Regions from separate parts of the Zea mays genome. Here region 1 is linked to region 2. A link is a contact called in public Hi-C data. All regions are on one chromosome and are shown on one strand. Each heading gives the region's core, a stretch centred on a gene start, on an enhancer-like site or on the middle of the called end of the contact. The rest is flanking DNA. Distances are from core to core; before and after follow the strand shown. Region 1 has its middle 38 kb from the start of LOC111590253. Region 2 holds the start of LOC100384592.

Region 1 (5,519 bases), core at 3,000-5,499, 330 kb after region 2:
CCCCCTCTCACGGTGTGAAGACAACGCGCCCGTGATCCGTTCCTCGAACGGCTCGCGCACACGCGACAACCGCCCCGCCAACCACTCACCCCGTCGCATTAACTCCACGGCGGAACAGGCGGCACCTATGGCAGGAGAAGTGGGCGACGCTTCGCCTTCGCCGTAATAACCGCGCAAAAAAAGGTACGCCGTGTCGTTCGATTTCGTATCCTTTTCCTTTTTTCCTCTTTCTCTCTCTCTCTTGCAACAGGGACCGGGAAAGGGGGATACCCCGAAAAGGATCCTTCCCCGTGAAGGAACCGGGCTCTGAGCCTCCCTACTGATCAGAGGTTCGAAGGCTGGCCCCCCGAGGGGTTCAACAGCCGCCTCATATCGCGTGGGCCCTACACCCACTACTGGTCAGAGGTTCGAAGGCCGGCCCCCCGAAGGGTCCCGCGGCCGCCTCAGGCTACTCGGGCTGCGCGCCCATTACTGATCAGGGGTTCGAAGGCTGGCCCCCGAAGGGTTCACAGCCGCCTCAGACGCCGAGCGAGGGATGACCATGGGTACGTTCGATACATAACCAAGGCTTGGGCTGCGCTCCCGAGGTACCCTAGGACATTTCCGAGACCAGCGAGAGCGATCTTGTAACGGAATCCCATCAGAGGGAGGCATCGAGCCCTCGGACCCCGTCGCCAGGGGACCGGGTCCGGCAGATCACCCGCAGGTACTTTTGGGCGTGCCTCTGGGCCCCTAGCCGACCCCTAACGAACGGGGCACGGACGTCCACTCGGATTACCCGCTTGCAGCTCACTGGAGACACCATGTTCGGCGCCCATCGAGGGCAACATGGCGCTTTCCCCCCCTCCTCCTTGCGGAAAGGCGACGCAGGGGCGTATGTAAAAAAGCCGAGTCTGTCCCTAATCGCCCTCTCGCCCTGTGCAGAGGCTCGGGGGCTGCTCTCGCAAACCCGGCTCCGGCCGAACCGTTGACAGCGTCAACATACCAGCCCGAGAACTTGGGCCCCGACCGTACACCCGGGCTACGGCCAGTTCGCATGAGGGAACAACCAGACCGGCCGAAGCGTTACGCAAGGCATTAAGACCTCGGAGGAGTGAAACCACTCCTCCGAGGCCTCGGGGGCTACACCCGGCGGGTGCGCTCGCGCGCACCCACCGGAACAAAATGCAACCGAGAAAGGCTGGTCCCCTTGCAAAAAAGTGCGACGAAAGCCTCCAAGCGAGTGCTAACACTCCCTTCGAGGCTCGGGGGCTACTGTCGGGGACCATAATTAGGGGTACCCTCAAGACTCCTAATTCTCAGCTGGTAACCCCCATCAGCATAAAGCTGCAAAGGCCTGATGGGTGCGATTAAGTCAGGGATCAGTCCATTCGAACGACTCGATCATGCCTCGCCCGAGCCTAGCCTCGGACAAGGGCAGCCGACCCCGGAGGATTTCCGTCTCGCCCGAGGCCCCCCTCCAACGGCGGACACATCTCTGGCTCGCCCGAGGCCCTGCCTTCGCTAAGAAGCAACCCTGACTAAATCGCCGCACCGACCGACCGAATCGCAGGAGCATTTAACGCAAAGGTGGCCTGACACCTTTATCCTGACGCACGCCCCCCGGCAGAGCCGAAGTGACCGCCGTCACTTCGCCGCTCCACTAACCGGCCTGACAGAAGGACAGCGCCGCCTGCGCCACTCCGACTGCAGTGCCACTTGACAGAGTGAGACTGACAGGCAGTCAGGCCCTGCCAAAGGCACCATAGGAAGCTCCGCTCCGCCCGACCCAGGGCTCGGACTCGGGCTAGGTCCCGGAAGACGGCGAACTCCGCTCCGCCCGACCCAGGGCTCGGACTCGTGCTAGGTCCCAGAAGACGGCGAACTCCGCTCCGCCCGACCCAGGGCTCGGACTCGGGCTAGGTCCCGGAAGACGGCGAACTCCGCTCCGCCCGACCCAGGGCTCGGACTCGGGCTAAGTCCCGGAAGACGGCGAACTCCGCTCCGCCCGACCCAGGGCTCGGACTCGGGCTAGGTCCCGGAAGACGGCGAACTCCGCTCCGCCCGACCCAGGGCTTGGACTCGGGCTAAGTCCCGGAAGACGGCGAACTCCGCTCCGCCCGACCCTAGGGCTCGGACTCGGGCTCAGCCCCAGAAGACGGCGAACTCCGCTCCGCCCGACCCAAGGCTCGGACTTGGGCTCAGCCCCGGAAGACGACGAACTCCGCTTCGCCCGACCCCAGGGCTCGGACTCCACCCTGGCCTCTGCCGAACGACCTCCGCCTCGCCCGACCCAGGGGCTCGGGCTCGGCCTCGGCCATGGAAGACAGACTCGACCTCGGCTTCGGAGGACCCTCCACGTCGCCAACCTAGGGCGCAAGCCAGCCACGTCAACAGGAAGCGCCATCATCACCCTACCCCGAGCTGACTCGGGCCGCAGAGAACAAGACCGGTGTCCCATCTGGCTAGCTCCGCCAGATAGGCAATGATGGCGCCCCGCATGCTCGGTGACGACGGCGGCTCTCAGCTCTCTTACGGAAGCAGGAGGACGTCAGCAAGGACTCAACCGCTCCGACAGCTGTCCCTCCGCCAGGCTCCGTCGCTCCTCCGACGGCCACGACATCACACCAGCTGGGTGCCAAAATCTCTCCGGCTGCCACATCGGCATGTACTTAGGGCGCTAGCTCTCCCCCGCTAGACACGTAGCACTCTGCTACACCCCCATTGTACACCTGGATCCTCTCCTTACGCCTATAAAAGGAAGGACCAGGGCCCTCTTAGAGAAGGTTGGCCGCGCGGGGACGAGGACGGGACAGGCGCTCTCTTGGGGCCACTCGCTCCCCTCTCCCGCGTGGACGCTTGTAACCCCCTACTGCAAGCGCACCCGACCTGGGCGCGGGACGAACACGAAGGCCGCGAGATTCCCACCTCTCTCACGCCGGTCGCGGGCCGCCTCGCTCCTTCCCCCTTCGCGCTCGCCCACGCGCTCGACCCATCTGGGCTGGGGCACGCGGCGACACTCACTCGTCGGCCCGAGGGACCCCCGGTCTCGAAACGCCGACAGAGATATTGTTGTAAAATCTACTAGAATAGGCAATCAGAGAGTATGAATGATTGCGGTAACAATTGAAGTTAAGAATTCAATCTAGAATCATAACTAAGAATGCAATTAAATTAATCAACAAAGAGAGAGAAACAATGTTATCGCATTAATATGACATAATCAATCCTTTAATCATCAAGATTTATGTACAAAAGTGTCCACTAAAAGCACCACAAAGTTCTCCCTCAAACTCTTAAAAAATTCTAGATTAATCACGTAATAGATCTAATCTAATGACAATCTTATCTCTAATCTTTGTAAATAAAATCGGAAGTCTACTCTATATTTATAAGGACTTCAACACCTATTCAGTACAGACTAAAGATGGTAATGGGAACCCACTATTCGACAGAATATAGTAAACAACTATCTAAAATAGTTACTCCATTAGGGAATGGGTTTGGTCGCAATGTGTACACATGGGTAAATATCTAAAATTTTAGCCTAGCTCAATGACTTGAGTACAACTACATGTCATAGGCCTTGGGACACATGGCAAGGCAGACAACCAGCTAAAACAGTAAAACATATCAAGGCTCCAAGCTTCTGTGAAACGATCTTCGTTAATGTACAATCCAAGTGGCCAAACCGCACGCCCACACGTGCAAGATGAAAGACGATGGAAGGTCAGATGTTGCCACTCGGCACTCACCATTCACCCTAAACTAAATTTGGCAGACAGACACAACTCCACCACTTTAGATGGGTATGGATACCTTTCGAATATAGAATACCCGATGGGTCTAGGTATAAGTATGAAAGTATACCCACGCACAGGTACGTATATTAGAGCAAGATTTTTTTTTGTCTATCGAGACTAGATCTAGGGTAGCAAAACTCGATGGCTCTTCGCCCTTGCCATTGCGCGGACTACAAACTCCTCGTCGGCTCACCAGCCACACGAAGGATTATCCGGTTGCTTCTAGATCGAAACGGATGAAATTTTCTTCTATTTAATTTGGACTAGAGAGAAATTTAATCTCTTTAACTTAGAAACAACCGAACAAGCTCGGGCCAGCGCAAAGCCTGGTCAGCCGCCATGGCCTGCTGCCTCCCGCGCTGGACCATGGCCCCAGCCTGGGCCGCCACCCTCCATGCGTGACTGGGCCTGGCGCTTCCAGGCGGCCCGGGCCAGGCCGTTAGCTTCCACGCGCGATTGGGCCTGGTGCTCCTGGCCGACAGCCTCCAGGCGACACACGCACGCACGCAGCGAGCGTCCCTGTGCACAGGCCGCACTGTCCAATGTGGTACAGGCTGAAAAGATAAGCATGCTGCATACATGCAACATGCAAGCTCGTGCTGGTTGCTGGCTTGCTTCTAGCACATGCTTCGTCTCAGCGGCGGAGCGCTCGGTATGGCCGAGTATGGCTCTCGCCATACCTTGCCTCAGGCCACTTGTATTATTCAATATTGCATGTAACCTTGCCGAGTCGCCACACGACACGTTGTCGTAACCCGCTTCTCCGTCGTCAGCAGTCGCCGTTCTAGCTCCCCTCTCCAGCTCTGCTCGTAGCCTGCTTCTTGGCTCACGGCTTGTCCGCTTAGCACAACGATCCGCTCTGTAGCCTGCTTCTTGGCTCACGGCTTGTCCGCTTAGCACAGCGCTCCGCTCTGTAGCCTGCTTCTTGGCTCACGGCTTGTCCGCTTAGCACAGCGCTCCGCCCTCTCCAATCTCTAGCTCCCGTGCGATCAGTGACCGGTCTTTGGTTGTAGCCCTCCTCAGCGTCCTCACTCTCAAGCGTCGCGTCCATGCATCGGTGCGGCAGCCCTCCCCGCTTCCCCCTCTCCAACAAACAACAATTCAGCCTCCTAACATACCTTATTTTTTAATTACGCTCTGCCACTGCTTCCTCTACTTCCAAATTACAAGCCGTTTACGACTAGGGATGGACAAAAAAATCCGTAACCCAAAACCTAAAATCAGAATACCTGAACTCGAACCTGAAATACTCGAAACCTAAATTTTATTCAGAAATTTCGTGTAGCAACTTGCAAAACCCGTATTTATTTCGGATAATTTGGGTATAATCAGATACCTGAAATACCCGAACGTTCATATGTCATGTATTTATATCATTCTTAATTATTAATTTGCAGTGTTCTTAAGCTCAAACACACTGTCCTTCTCTATTTGCAGTGTTCTTAAGCTCGAATATCTCGCGTGATATCTTAGCCAATATGACATCAATTTCTCTCTAAATTTAGTCCTAAAACCACTAGTACAGAGAAGCTCTATAGAGACGGTTGTGAACCTATTTACATTGACGTTTTCAGAACCTGCTATGCTAGGGGTCAATAGAAAAAATTATTTGTATACAGACAGATAACTGAGAATCGGCAGTGGAAATCGATTTCCACCGGCGATTGGGCTAAAAAATCGCTAGTGGAAATCGATTTCCACTAACGGTCGAGGTAATCTTTTTTAGGAAAATGGGTT
Region 2 (5,503 bases), core at 205-2,704:
TTGCTCATAGTGGAGGTACAGTGTAAAATTTCCAATTGTACCTACCTTTAGTGACATGAGATGAGACAGGAGATATTGCTAACAATTTAAGGGAACCAAATCATAGAAACATTTTTCCTAGTGAAGAGGTCTATTTGCTCAACTTCTGATATGTGAAACAGGAAGTAAGGGAGCTGATTTCTCATATGCCTGATTTTGAAGGGTTTTTCAGGCGATGATAGCAGCCATTAGGTCTTAGATGTCGTTTGATTCATATATTTGTAACGTGAACAGTAATCGATAACGTTAAACCATGTTTGTTTAAATCCAACAGTAATCAGATACCACACTAGAAACTAATACCGTCATATCCAAACTTGTTACCGCTGGTAATCGAACGTGAATCATTACCGTTGCTATTTATGTTACATTTGGTGAACTAAACAACACCTTAAGTCTAACCATCTAGAAAACCAGCACTATACATCTACTTTCTCTTCTCAATCCTTGATTCCAGGCACCTGTGCTATAGGAAACGTGAGGAAGTAAACCAGCACATCAACAAAGGGAAGTGAAGGAGAAAAAAAAACCTGCACGAGAACGATGGTTCCATAAACATGGGGAACGATCGCAAACAGCTATTATTTCATATTGTCCATACTATAGCAATGAACAAAATAGTAGGCATTTCGCAATCGAGGAACAGCGCTTGATGAAGTCAGCATGCAACATCAGCCCCTACCAACCACCACCAATAACTCCCTCCCTAACTACTCACATCACCGAGGGAAGCATCATCGAGGGAAGCAGAATCCCATGAAGACTGGAAAACCTGAAAAGGACAGGGAGTGGTCGGAGGCAGAGCGTGCTCACATGGTGACAACGGCAGCTGGACCCTGTAGATGTTGCTGTTGATGGAGTCGAGCAGGAGGAGGTCGCCGGCGCGGTTGATCTGGGCGGCGTGCGGCTCGATCCCCAGCTTGCTGCCGTCGAACACCGTGTCCACCGCGTACCCGCCCTCGTACCGCACCATGGACCGCCCCGCCACGGACGCCGTCGCTGCCGCCGACACCGCCAGAGACCGGAAGAGCAGGCACACCCGGTGAGGAAACAAGAATCAGAGAGGGAAAAGACGACGCCACGGTCCGGCGATTACCCGTCTTGGTGGCGGCCGATTTGAGCGACCACAGCTGCTTGGCCACCGCCGACGCCGTGGTGGACAGGAGCCTGCCCGCAAGCCCTGCCATCCGACGTGGAATAAGACTAATCAGCAAAGGAAGCGCAGCGAACGAGACGGTGGGGCCGCAGAAGGAGCTCACTTGCGGGGTACGAGGACGTGGCGAACGCGGATGGGAAGAAGGCGCCGAACAGGAGTGCGGCGGCCAGGAGCGCCACTCGCCCTGGCGCCGCCATAGCAACCATTTGCTTACTTGCTCTGCCTCTGGGCTGACAGAGTAATGCAAGAACCAAGAGCCGAGAGAGGGAGGAGCTTGCAGGGGGGGAGTGGTGCCTGTGCTTATGGTGAAGGGAAACGTGAAGAGGGCGAGGAGGCCATTTGGGGACAAAGTAAAGAAGGTTCAGAAAGCACCAAGGATGCGGCCTCTTTTGGGGCCCGGCATTTCCCGCTCGCCGTCGCTGGGTGGAAAAGGAGGGAAGAGAGACGCAAGAGGGAGACAGAGAAGGCGTATAAGCGACGAGGGAGGGAAGAGTGACGAGAGAGACGACGAGGGGTCTGCTTAACGAGCACATTTTATCATTTTATCCGCGTGTCCATAGCTAAAAACCCTATATGGTGCAGATTTGAGTGAGTTTATAACCGTGGATACCGCTATGAATTTGATTTTCAATTCGATAGGTTTTTCCTCGTGGATATGAAAATGTTATACCCGTGCCGGTAAACCCACATACCCGTAATATATATATATATATATATATATATATATATATATATATATATATATATATATATATATATATATATATATATATATATATATAAAATTATAATTATAATTATATGCCCGCGAAAATACCTATGGATTTGTGGCACCCGCGGGTAGCGGATATGAGTAGCATATTGTACCCGTCATGTGTAACGGATACTGGTGTGGGTTTAATAGCAAACCCACGGATGCGGGTTTGAAAACCCTCTACCCACGGGTTTCAAACCCGTTGCCATCCCTATGTCTGCCGGTGACGCTCTCACCCGCTGGCCGCCACTGCTCTTATTACTCGCTATACCTGTACATGTGGGCTGGTGTGACGGGCACGACACAAGCCCACAAAAGCATATCACCAATTATGGGTCGTGTCGTGCCAGCACTGGGCTCAGCCGTCGGCCCACAGCACGACCCACAATTAGTTATGTATGCCAGACCAGCCCAAATAGCCTAGAATATCTTAGTGTGCCAGAACAGCCCATATACATACAACAATAATACATAAACATAAAGTATATAATATATAAAATGACCAATAGCTATTTTGTGGTTGTCACGTTATTACCTTTGGTCAGAAAGAAGAAAGACTACAACTAGCTCAGAAATAATATTTAGTTCTCTGTTCAATATTTAGTTGAGTACTATACAACCATAAGAAATACATATACAATGATCATCATCACTATCCCCGTCTTGCCTTCGAAGGCCCATTGAAGCTCTGGATTCTCCAAGTTGTGTTAGTCCTATGTGCTTTGACATGCCTTAGTTAAATACTAAGTCTATGTTTAGTGTGCTTCGATGGGCCTTAGTTAAATGGGTCGTGCCAGGCCGGCCCGTGGGTTTGACTTGAGGCCCAGGCACGGGCCACACATTGGGTCGTGCCAGACCCAGGCCCACAATTATGTTGGGTTATGCCTGGAATTGTGTGCTTTGAGTCGGTCTATTAGGCACAACACAAATGTACACCTATACTACTCGCCGCCTTGCCTTCGACTATACATGTCCAGATGGGTAAAATAGTGAGGTCTAAACATTTGAATAAGTTGCACACACCTATTATAATGTCTTTAGCACTTTGATTTGGTCTCCAACTTAGTTTCTTGAGAAAAGTGCCTTTTGACTTAGTTTGAGACAAAATAGGAATCATGGTGAAAAGATAAGAAAGATGTGAGTTTCCATGACTTAGTTCAATTGATTATACTCTAACAATGTTTGTCTACTCTAACAATGTTTGTCTATGTCGTAGGAAAGCTCCAAAGAACTGCCAAAACAAAGTGGAGAAGTTTAGCTCAAATGAGCTAAGTCTCGGCTGATCTAGGGCTCACCAGATCGGTCCGGTGGTACACCAGACCGAGTTACCAGAGAGCCCCTCAGGAGGCTTTGGGGGCCTAGCACATTGGAGCTTGCACCAGACCTCGACTACAAGAAAGAAGTTGTAACTAGGATTTTTTCTTTAAAAATCACCAGACCATGGTCCGGTGGTGCATCGAACCTCATGGGTAACGGCTACTTCGGGCTTTGACGAACAAACAATGGCTAGCTGACGTGTAAGACAGTTCGGTGCAAGGCAGTTATGGAAGCCACCAATCAGAATCCTGTAGTGTGTGCTACTTTACCTGGTCCGGTGCGTCATTGTGCAGAGCAGTTTTTGGAGGAAATAAGCAACGACTAGTTGGGGTTTTTGGGCTATAAATAGCCCCCCTAACCAGCCTACTTGACCACCCAACATTATTAAGAGCTACACATCACTCTGATTCATTTGTGTAGCACCGTCATTAGATTCTAGAGAGATTCTAGCACCTTTTTGAGTTGAGATAGACATCTTTTGAGTTGTGCTAGTGTTCTTGGTGTTGTGTTGTTGCATTTTGCTCTTGTGTTGTGTTCTACTTCTCTCTCTCTCTTACTATTCTTGGAGATTGTGCTCCCATCAAACTTGTGTACGGTTGCAAGAGACTTCGATCTATGGAGATCCTTGCGAGGAGATTATTTGATAAGGAAGACTGTGGGCTCAAGTTGATCATTTGATCACTTGAGAGGTGTTGAGTGCAACCATTGTCCTTTAGAACACCACAACATCGAGTAGGCAAGTATTTGAGGTTTGACCAAACCACCAAAAATCGTTGTGTCTTGTGTGCTCTATTCTTATTGTGATTTGTTCTTTCTCTCTACTCTAAAGTTCTTGATCTACACTTGAGTTTTTGCCCTTGGACTAGTTCGGAAATTAAGTTGGGCATCAAATGCAAGAACTTCCCCACCTCTTTTTATTCTCTTGGATCTTGGCTTTACACTAATCATTAGTTTGGATCCAACTTTGTTTTATGTTGTGATTATTTTAGGATCACCTATTCACTCCCCTCTAGGTGACTATCAAAGACAACAAACAAAATAAGAGAGAGGGAAAGAAAGGATAAGATAAAAATAGAAAATATAAAGGAGAGGCACATATATAAAGTCAATGGGATTCATTAAAAGACAGTTTAAATGAAGAGGATGAAAAAGTAGCAAGTATAGCCACTCAAAAGACATCCAACAAGTCAAGGCTATTCAATAATTTATCTAATGATGAAGATCTCTCCCCTCACATTTGTCTCATGGCTAAGGGTGGGAAGGTAAAATCCAAAACTCTCTCTATTGATAGCTCATCTAGTAAAGAATATAGTTGCAATGAATTTAGTGATGACGAAATGGTTAAATTTATTAGAAAGCTAGATGGCCAAAACAAACTCTTTATCTCTAAATTGATGGGTGAACTTGAAAGTGTTAAAGATGAGTTTGACACAATTGAAGAAACTTCGATTAAGCAAGGAGCTCTTTACATTGATAATAAAAAGATCTTGTTTTTGAAAGACGTGAAAAAGAAGCTTTACACAAGGTGTTAGCCAAAGAGCAAGAGAAACATGCTATCATGAAGAGAAAATATAATGAACATAAGCAAAAAATATTGTAATATTGATGAGGAATACATTGGGTTGAAATTCATTTGAATGCTCTACATGCTATCTGTTAAAAAACATTCTAAAAAAGAGATATATCAGTTTCTTATTCAAATAATAAAGTTTGTGAAAGATGTGCTCATGTTGCATTAGATTATAAAAGACACTAAATTATTAATATTGCTCAATGACTTATATTATGCATCTACCTGTAACACCTCGTCCAATCTCGGACCAGCGGTACTTACTCCTGGTAGCTCTCTAGGATCATATATTGTCCCCACAGACCAACACGAGTCTTTTGTGCGCACTTTGTCCTCACTTATACGCACCTGATAAAACTTCCCGGTCGGTCACCCATCCCAAATTGCTCCAAGCTAAGCACACTTAACTTGTAGGTTCTTTCGAGATAGGCTTCCGAAAAAAGACGCACCTTGTTGATATGAGTATTCTATTAATTCTATTAAGCCTTGGGCCAGGATATCACCATCTCAGGGCCCAGGATATCACAATCCACCCCCTTAGAAGACTGACGTCCTCATCGGTTAACCCCAATCCAGGAACCTCCCTCTTAGCCACATATGTGTGTCTAGTGTCGTCATATGCCATGCCATGTGACCACTCCGGGGCACATGTGCCATGCACCATATA

The links. A called contact is a pair of places that touch in the nucleus more often than the background predicts.
Region 1: a Hi-C map of tassel shows a contact between it and region 2, with 4 times the contacts expected there. The contact joins the enhancer-like site here to the promoter of LOC100384592 in region 2. A contact is called at or near these places in 2 of 25 Hi-C or Micro-C datasets (ear and tassel).

Annotation. Positions count from the first base shown.
Region 1 is chr9:36,267,277-36,272,795 of Zm-B73-REFERENCE-NAM-5.0, forward strand. No RefSeq gene overlaps it. Among protein-coding and RNA genes, the nearest start is that of LOC111590253, 38 kb to the left of the region's middle. Within about 2 kb of position 4,250, at least 19 of the 20 cell types and tissues checked have an H3K27ac peak or open chromatin away from gene starts, as enhancers often do. A contact at or near this core is called in ear and tassel, where this site is marked.
Region 2 is chr9:35,943,502-35,949,004 of Zm-B73-REFERENCE-NAM-5.0, forward strand. It overlaps LOC100384592, which reads right to left and starts at 1,455. Exons shown (of 7, transcript NM_001397525.1): 1 at 1,299-1,455; 2 at 1,136-1,219; 3 at 853-1,038. The coding sequence starts at 1,401.